Regions from separate parts of the Danio rerio genome. Here region 2 is linked to region 1. Evidence: chromatin contacts called from public Hi-C data. All regions are on one chromosome and are shown on one strand. The core of a region is the stretch at or near the end of the contact, and the rest is flanking DNA. Distances in the headings are between cores, read along the strand shown.

What was found. A called contact is a pair of places that touch in the nucleus more often than the background predicts.
Region 2: a Hi-C map of embryo shows a contact between it and region 1, with 1.8 times the contacts expected there. The contact joins two enhancer-like sites. A contact is called at or near these places in 3 of 18 Hi-C or Micro-C datasets (caudal fin, embryo and hematopoietic stem cells) and 1 of 4 datasets of contacts at active chromatin or transcription factors (caudal fin).

The regions. Positions count from the first base shown.
Region 1 is chr15:13,783,143-13,787,805 of GRCz12tu, reverse strand. It overlaps strn4 (striatin, calmodulin binding protein 4), which reads right to left. Exons shown (of 18, transcript XM_021466324.3): 9 at 1,318-1,436. Among named protein-coding and RNA genes, the nearest start is that of prkd2, 26 kb to the left of the region's middle. Within about 2 kb of position 1,330, at least 8 of the 62 cell types and tissues checked have an H3K27ac peak or open chromatin away from gene starts, as enhancers often do.
Region 2 is chr15:13,852,665-13,857,794 of GRCz12tu, reverse strand. All of the region lies in intron 1 of prkd2 (protein kinase D2), which reads right to left. Among named protein-coding and RNA genes, the nearest start is that of prkd2, 44 kb to the right of the region's middle. Within about 2 kb of position 1,419, at least 8 of the 62 cell types and tissues checked have an H3K27ac peak or open chromatin away from gene starts, as enhancers often do.

The DNA.
Region 1 (4,663 bases), core at 81-2,580:
CATTAAAATAGGATCCAAATCCCAGTGATTTTGTGGCCCACTGCGATGTGACAGAGTGACGATTTGATTGACAGGTGCATTTTAACATGTCTCCGTGGTAAAGTGTATAAACATGTCCACAGAACAAGATTTCTAGCTCATTTGCATTTAAAGGCACAGGCTACAAAAAACAGTTATACCTTGTTCTAAGCCAAAACTTCTGCATTGTATAATAAATACTCTGCTAGGTAAAATTATCTGAACGAAGACTTACCCTACATCTTGTAAAAGGGGTAAAAAATAGGAGGCCTTAAAAGTTTTCCTGAAAAGCATTTTTTTTGATTAGTGACGACATGACGAGAAAACTAAAAGTAAAATAAAATTAAAAGTAGCTACTTTAGTCTGCAGTTTCTTCTCTTCAGTGTCAGTATCTTGCGCTCAAACAGAGGAAGTTATGCAAGGGCATCTGAGGTATATATATATTCATAAATTTTCTTGTTGGCTTAGTCCCTTTATTAATCCAGGGACGCCACAGCGGAATGAACCGTCAACTTATCCAGCAAGTTTTTACGCAGCAGATGCCCTTCCAGCCACAACCCATCTCTGGAAACATCCACACACACTACCCACAATTTAGCCTAGCCAATTCACCTGTACTGCCTGTCTTTGCATTGTGGGGGAAACCGGAGCACCTGGAGGAAACCCACGCAAACGCAGGGAGAACATGCAAACTCCACACAAATACGCCAACTGAGCCGAGGATCGAACCAGCGACCCTTTTGCTGTGAGGCTTCAGCACTACCTACTGCGCCACTGCTTAGCCCTATATATATATATATATATATATATATATATATATATATATATATATATATATATATATATATATATATATATATATATATATATATAAATACATACATAAATTGCATTTAGATTTTTTGGGTTCCTCCCCTCATTGTTTTCAACACTTTGTTCGATACAGTCTATTATTTTCTTTTATCTGCAAGTGTTTAGATGAGCTCACAATTACAAGTGATTAAGCGACTGAACTTTTGAAGTGGGCAAAAAATTTCAAATACTAGAGGGCATCTGATTGGTTACAAAATCAGATGAGAAGCTGAAGTGATCTGCTCGTATCTTAGAAATTTGATTTTGGATCACACTAGATTTATAACCTCAACACTAACATATTGATAATAATAATTTATGTATTGTGTTCATACTTTATATGTATAATAAGACAAATAATTAGCAACTTCATATAAAGTGCGCTCTGTAGATGGCAGTAATAAGCAGAACCTCACACAGGGAGGTCAGATTACTTTTGACACTTACGTCAATGGTGAGGTCGTTGTCGTTGGCAACAGTGAGGTCAGCCAGCTCTCCGAGGTTCATGTCTCCTCCTCCGACTGCATCCAGAATGAAGACATCGGATGAAAAGCCCAGAGCACCTCCTGCAGGACGGACACACACACAAATATGCTAAAATATATATAAATATGAATATATATATATATATATATATATATATATATGGAATAATATAAGATGGAATAATGTAAGATTTTTAACCCAGTAAACAGGCGAGAAAAAGGCTAATAAAAGCACAAAAGTAGCATTTAATATTAATATCAATGCCTTGGACATTATAAATAATAAAAAGTATTTAATACAAGTATTAATAAATTAATTAATAAATATTAATTAATAAATTAATAAAAGTATTATTAAAAAGTTTTAGTCATCTATATTTGCCCTTATGTAACAGAAGCCAGCTGGTGATCGCGTAAATCTCACTCCTCGGATCCAGTGACAGACGTTGTTCTGCAATCTTTAGCATCCTCGGAGCTTGTCTCCCATAAATACATATATACACTAGATGTCGCCTGGCCTATTGTTGTCTATTGGACGGAATGCGTCAATAGCTCTGCCATCTTGCTACAGGGTAGCACTCCTTTGAAATGAATGCGGGACCAAGGTACAGTGGAGGACTGTGGCCATGCAAAGCCAGAGATATACACATATATCTGAGATCGGGAGTTTTCCTGGATGTCAGTATGTAATTTTTATTTTGTAATTACGAAAATTATAATTTTACATAACTTTTCTACATTGAAAAATGTACTATTCACTCTCCCTGTTAAATTTAATCTAATCCGTGTCCTGAAACACAGCTCCTCTCCTGCTTTCACTTCTCATACTGACGGAGCGAGCGATTCGTTTGTGAATGAATCCCCCGAACGACTCTTTCACTTAGGCGACAATAATACATGTTACGCAGCATCTCGTTGTCATATTTCTTTTGCATTGTTTGCTGATTTTATTCAACAAAACTAGCATAAGCCGAGTGTTTAGTGCGAGTTGGAGCTGCTTTGCCTTATGGTGAATGCAGTAAGTGACTGTTATCATCAATAACGTTCACCTGATTAGCACAAAAGTTCAGAACATACAAAAACAGAAAAAAAACATAATATTATCTATGAAATGTTCTGCCTTTATGCTTTGTTTTCTTTGTTTGCTTGTTACTACACCCGTAGACAGCACTAAAGTCCCGCATCTTCACGTAATAACACTGTCCTGACTAGTGCGGTTGAATGACATTTGTCCTGGGAGCACTGTACCAATGTGGCGGCGCTATTGACGCATGCTCAGGGTCCCTATGCGATATCTAGTGTATATATCTATGGTCTCCCATGCTGGTGTTACACAGCTTGCTCCCTGCTAGGACCGGTGCGGTTACTTGCACATAAACCGTCTTTTGATGAATATGATGTTACACATTCTCTTTCTTTATTGACTCTTTCTTCCATAGACGTGAAGTATTATATTGACGGCTATAAACGTAAGAGAAACAGGAGAGGAAATATTCTAATAATAATACAAAATTGATAAACATTGCCAGGGCTATAAGAACAATTCCAAACAAAGATATTCAAAACCAGAGAGATTTTATGAGAATGTCACACAAGTTTACTTGGAACTGTTAAACAGAGAGTTCAGGTATGATTTAAGGTTGGTAATGGATGGGATGAGTAATTTAAAATAACGTGCAAATGCATTAAAGGAGTGTCTTCAGTTATTCACACAGAACCGTCTAATATGGCATAACTATAAGGAATAATGTTTGCACTGTTTAAACGCAGCTATGTTAGGATTGGGATAGGTTATATATTATGGGAGCCGGCATGGGAGACAAGCTCCGAGGATGCTAAAGATTGCAGAACAACGTCTGTCACTGGATCCGAGGAGTGAGATTTACGCGATCACCAGCTGGCTTCCTTTACATAAGGGCAAATATAGATGAGTAAAACCTCATTTACCCATTTTACTCATACTTTTTATTATTTATAATGTCCAAGGCATTGATATTAATATTAAATGCTATTTTTGTGCCTTTATTAGCCTTTTTCTTGCCTGTTTACTGGGTTAAAAATCTTATACATCATTCCATCTCCACCTGCTGGTGAAAGCTAGAGCAGCGGGCGATCTTCAATCTGCAATCTATTGCTTTTCCTGCAGTTCCTGGATGTAATGTTGAATTTTAACAGTCGAATTTGATCCACTGAATTTATGGAAGCGAATATTTGAACTGAAATAAAATCAACTGAAAATTACCTTTTGAATATTATATTTCGTAATTTTAAAGGGTATTGAATATTTTGTAAGTGAAATCTGAAAATTGAATATGAATTATTGAATTTTTAAGTATGAAAACATGTTTGAAATATTTTTCGTTGAAATATTCACAGCTTAAATAAACAGATATGTTAAATTTCAGGACCTAAAAATACAAGCCCTGGAATTCAAGTCATTAAAATGCAAGAACTTGTTAATACGGTGTATTATTTTTTTCAGTTTGTGCTATTCAACCAGCTTTTTAATTCAAGACTTTTGGCATTGATTTTGTTCCATAAGTCCCTTTATTAATCTGGGGTTGCCACAGCGGAATAAACCTCAAACTTATCCAGCATATGTTTTTATGCAGTGGAAGCCCTTCCAGCTGCAACCCATCACTAGGAATCATCAATTAACATTCATACACATAGACCAGGGCGCTCAACCCTGTTCCTAGAGATCTACATTCCTCCATATCAAATACACCTGCCTTTAATTATCAAGCGCTGTTTAGGTCCTAATTAATTGGTTCAGGTGTGTTTGATCAGGGTTGGAGCTGAACTATGCAGGAAGGTAGATCTCCAGGAACAAGGTTAAGCACCACTGACATAGACTATAGACCAGTGGTTCTCAAACTGTGGTACTTTCCTCCTAGTGGTACGCGGAGGAATCGCTAAATAATGAAAGAAACAATTAACACTTTTAATCCTTTAATGCGTTATATAGCTTTGATGTGATCAGCATTGGCTGTTTTGTGAAGCGTACGATCACAACGCTGTGCTTAGAGTGTTTATTTTAGTGCATTGTGTCATAAGCTGCTGAAAAGCAGTTTCCGAAATTTAAGAATTGATTCAGAAGCGTGATTTGACTGACATGAAAAGTGGCCAATCATAGTCGACCTTGTCTAGTTGCGTGAAACGTAAGGGCGGGACAAAGGCTTTCTGTGTTGCAGAGACAGAAAAAACAACTTAAAAACAAATGTTTTGTTGGAATTATACTTCTCGGATGTTTTCACTACAGAGATGTCTAGCAGAGTAATTAAACCGCGGACATATTTCCTGCCTAT
Region 2 (5,130 bases), core at 170-2,669, 70 kb before region 1:
TATTTATATTGTATTAAATTTCTTTTCATTTAAAATGAAAAATAAAATAAAATGAAACGTGGCTGTTATGATTAATGTTTGATGAATTATGCTTCTTGAAGATACAGTGTTTTCATTTCCTCAAAGACTATTAACTATTTAATTATATCTACAGTGGCCAAGAGAGCTTAACTTGCTGCAATTTAAGATAACACATGCAATTACAAAAAACAGCAGCAAAATGAGAAGAGATCTTCATCGGTTTGACAGCACACATGCTGCAAATCCTCACAATGCAAAAACATTTTTAGAAACCCCCTGCGTTTTTTCACAACCAATTTTTTGTTTTTTTAACGCGCTGCAATTTCTCACTTTCAAATAGCACAGAATACAATAAAAAAGTTTGAAGAGTGCCCTAAAACATGACAGCCTCGGCTATTTAGTTTATGGTTATTTAGGCTTATAAAAATATAAAAGACAAGGGAATCAGCATGTTAAAATCATCAAACAAAAAAACTCACCTTTCAAAGACAATCTACAACCTCACTCACCAATAGTGACAGCACAGTGGTGTCCGTCATGTTTTTGGGTTCCCTTAAAACATTCTTTTGTGTTCCGTATTTTTATTTATTTTTTTTTTTTGTGTTGTGAGAAAATGCAGCACATTTTTTTATGCGTATGCATATTCGTTGTGAGGTTTTGCATTATGTGTGCTGTCAAACAGATGAAGAAGATCTCTTCTTAATTTGCTGGCATTTTTGGAATTGGATGTGTTTTCTTAAATTGCAGCACATTAAGCTCTCTCAGCCACTGTACATATCATTGGATAGTCAATCTCATATGAAAGCAAAGTTACATATTGTCAGAAAATCATCTAATTCATACAAATTCATAAGATTTCTTTTATCTTAAAGACTATCATTTTTAAAAGGCGGCGTACACTTAAACACCACCCCTAACCTTTATTAAGGATGAGCTAATCTTTTGTACAAATAAGATCATACAAATAATTACAATTTAGCCATTAAATCAAAAAGTTACGAATTGCCATTAGAATGCATTGAATAATTCTAAAAGTATAAGAAGGTGTACAAGGTACCAACATTGTTTAAAATATCTACAACGTTCAGCTACAAAAACAGCTTAAAAAGCAATGACAGAATAACAATGATCTAAAAATAATAATAACAGTGACAGAATTTTCGTTACTGGGTGAACTGTCTCTTTAAGATTTTCAGTTATGGCCTGGAGCATTTTTGAAACCGTATGGCGATGTTAAACCAACAAAAACAATTTCCATCCAAAGCCTTTTAATCCACAGGCATGTGGAGAAGCAAAAGACACAGAGGACGCAGTTCTTTGATGAAGATCTTGCAGGGGGATTCCTGCACGGTGTGGCACGGAGCCCATTTTGTGCTAATTAGCATGAGAGCTGGCGTGGAGGATTCGGTTGGTTGCCTTTCATTTCGAGCTGACAGCTGTGTCCGTGCTGAGATATAAGCCTGAAAGCCAGTCAACTGTGATACCTGAGTACTTCTGCATTACAGCCATCGTATGCCAATCAATGTAGAGAAAAATCCCACTTGGCAGAAAGCAATAACCTGGCATGAGAAGATTAGCTAGCCGAACAAGCCAACATGGACCAAGTTTGAAATGACAACACCGGGTACAGTCAATGACATGACAAAGGTGCAGTGTTACATATAAGAAGGGAAGGAAAAACAATATATTCACCCCGCATTGCGGGTCAGAGGGAGTGTTGGACGTCGGGTTGATCATGCCAGGCAAATGCATAGGGTTTATCAGTGGAGCAGATCTCCTGAATTCTTTATAATCCGCCATTCAACACATGTCATACAACTCAGTGAGCTGGAAGCCATCACAACAACAGCATACCGAACCTGACTCTCTCTGAAGGCCCCTCATCTTGTGTCTTTGTTGCTGCACGAATGGCACTGAAGAATGTCAATGGGATTTTCCACTGTGGATCATGGAATTATCTTAGATAACTTTGGACATTCTCAGACCTTTGAAAGTTATGGAAAGGTTCAGTGGAGAGAGCTTCAGTAATGTTATTTTGCTTTATATTGTCTTCAGTCTGGACCACAGTTTCTTTTAGCTAATTTTATTAAATTTTTATTTAACTTAAATTACATCTTTTAATGTGTGTGTATTGTATGATAGTGTGAAATCAACTTACATTTAGGGGTTCCACAAGGCTCGATTTAGGGACCTATTTTATTGTCGCTGAAAATGAATGATTTACCTGGAGTATATAATGATTATAATGTTCAGATGCATGTAGATGATGCAAATAATTTATGCAAATAATTGGAAATAATTGTGTTCATTATCAAACCTGATTTGGTAAATTAATTCTAAATACATTGGCTAACCAAATCAGGTTTAATGAACACACAATATTGCTAGCATGATTTTTGCAAAACAAACTGTACTAATGACACATTTAAAGGTATTCCTGAGAGAGAATGAGCTTTACAAAGCAATGGAGTTTGCTCCTTTAAAGCCACATAACGAAGTTATTGAATATTGTTATATTTATATATATAAAAAAGAACAATAACAATAATATGCTCAAAGTGATGTTTTCTTTCATTCTTGACTTAGAGGTAAAAAAAATGAAGTTTTTGTTCTGCAGTTAGTGTAGTTTGAATGAAGGTCCTGAACACTATAGTCGACCTCATTAATGAATGCATCTTGATAGTATTTAACATGAGATAAATCAGTCAGTTATCATTTTCAGATCCTTCAATGCTTCAACTTCCACTTAAAAATGACTCCTTTTTCTCTGTTTACTAGCAAAAACTTAGTCTCTGTTGAGTGTGCTTAACTTTTACACTTTTACAAGGAAAGTCAATGGGGTCCAGTGTAGTTTGAACCCCCTAACTTTTGAATTTTACCAGTTTATAAACAATGAAGAGTAAATGATGTTCCCTTTGAAAATATAATTCGCTTTGCATATTGCGTACTTTAAAACATTGGCTCCCAAACCCAGGGTACCGGTTCACGGATCAATTATGCACAATAAATAATTAATTGTTTCTGTTTTATTTATCTGAACGCACATCTGAACAATCAATTATTTTGAAAAAAATAATTTAATTTGAAAAATGGCTATATTCTCTATATTACATCTTGTAAAAATGTAACCCACAAGCAGTAAAATGAGTAAGAAACAGACATCTTTGAAAAGTTTCTTTACTAAAAGGACTCCAGTGAAGGACCTACAAACTGCCAAGGAATGGATCATCAACTATTTGTCAACAAATCAGGTAAATCAAGTATGTCTGTGTGTGCAAGAAGAAGATCAACTGCTTGAGATCGTAAATGACAGCAACTGTTCTCATATGGTGTATATATAATGTTTTCCACACACAAGTTTGTTATTTCCAATGGAGGCGTGAAGCTTGTGTGCTCATATTGCCCGTTATTCCCCGGGAGTCTCCTGTGTCTCCTGTATTTCAGACCCATCTCCTGCCACACTCCGATTTTGTTATTTCTTTCGGAAAACTTCCGTAATTTCACCCTGCCCCAGGTCCTCAGCTTTTTGGTACAGTCTGTAACACCCCCATGTCACCAACTTTGGTATAGTATCTGATCACAGCAGCCGCCCAAAACCCAGTCCATTGTACAGTTACTACTCCAGTTCTCAACTGTGTTGTTCAGAAAAACATACATGGCCTAACCCTCAACAACCTCTCTGCCAATTCTTGATGGCCTGTTTACCAGAATTTTGGAGACAAATGTTGGCAGGTAAAGTATGATTGGGTGCGATGCACTCCTGGCTAGGGTTGGGTACCGAAACTCGGTGCCACTATGGCATCGGTACCTTTGGAACCAGTATGCACCGGATCAAATCAGCATATGAATTTTGGTGGCTAATTTTGGTGCTACAACAAGAACGTACAGCAGGTCGTGCACCGGAAGCGCCGCTCTGCGACGCGCAGAGCCATGCATTTTAGAATCCGCAAGTCAGCGGCTGTCCACAGCGTCCAGCCATGACTGATGACTGTTCATATTTCTGCCATGCCACAGAGCGCCATCTGAATATTTCATTTTAAATAACATGCGAATGTGCATGTCTGTTGTGTGAGGCTATCAACTGTCATGTGCGCTCCGTGCCGCGGCTCTGAGCAGTGCATACGCACTTAAGAAGCGTAAAGGGGTGCATTAAAGACACACGTGAGTAAGCGTTGTGTCACACCATCTCTAAACGTTTAATTCTAAACAGCTTTAAGGGATACGGATGTCCGCGATGTCAGGCGTTTGTTATTGTAGCTTATAGAAGGCAAAGCGTGCAGTACAGCGCATGCCGCGAGCGATCAACATGAATGCATGGTCGCATTCATCTATTCATTTGCTTAAACTATGCATTCTACAGTATGGCTATATTTTACAAGCAAGGATTCTGACACACCAACATGCAGCAGATGTTACAAAAGTTGCATGCAAGAGAGAAACACGTCAAACTAAAATAAAATGTGAGGGCTCATGGAATCAACTTAAAGGTGAGGAATGGACCATCTCTGACAGCTTGTGACATCATCTGACACATTATCTGAGTATGTTTATATGGACACCAATACTCTGATTTTAATATGATTAAGACACTACTCTGATCAAGAGTCTACCACGTTAACAGTGATATTTTTAATATCTTAAAGGACCATAGACACAAACTGCAGAGGAAACATTTATAGGCTGGTGACGCAATGACTTTGATGGATCTATGTGCTATAAAATGTAACTGGGAATCATGAATGTAACATTCAAAAAGCAACTCATGTAAACACCTGAATCATATTATTGTCTTATTCAGATTAAGACGGATCATTAGATCACTGATGTCCATGTAAAAAGTAGTCACAAGCCCAAACCCAGAAAAAAGGTGCTCCTTGATTTTGATGACAGCCTTTCCACAGGTTAGTAGTAAGCTAATGTAATGTTTATAGCATAATGCAAATCTTGCATTTATGTTAACAAACAAATGATCAAAATAAATATATTAATGCAGTTCAAATATATAAAATATGAATTGATGTTTACTTTAAACTTATTATAAATATATATTTATATGGTACAATTATAATGATAGTGATAAAATCAATTCATTTTGTAGCTAAAAGGTAT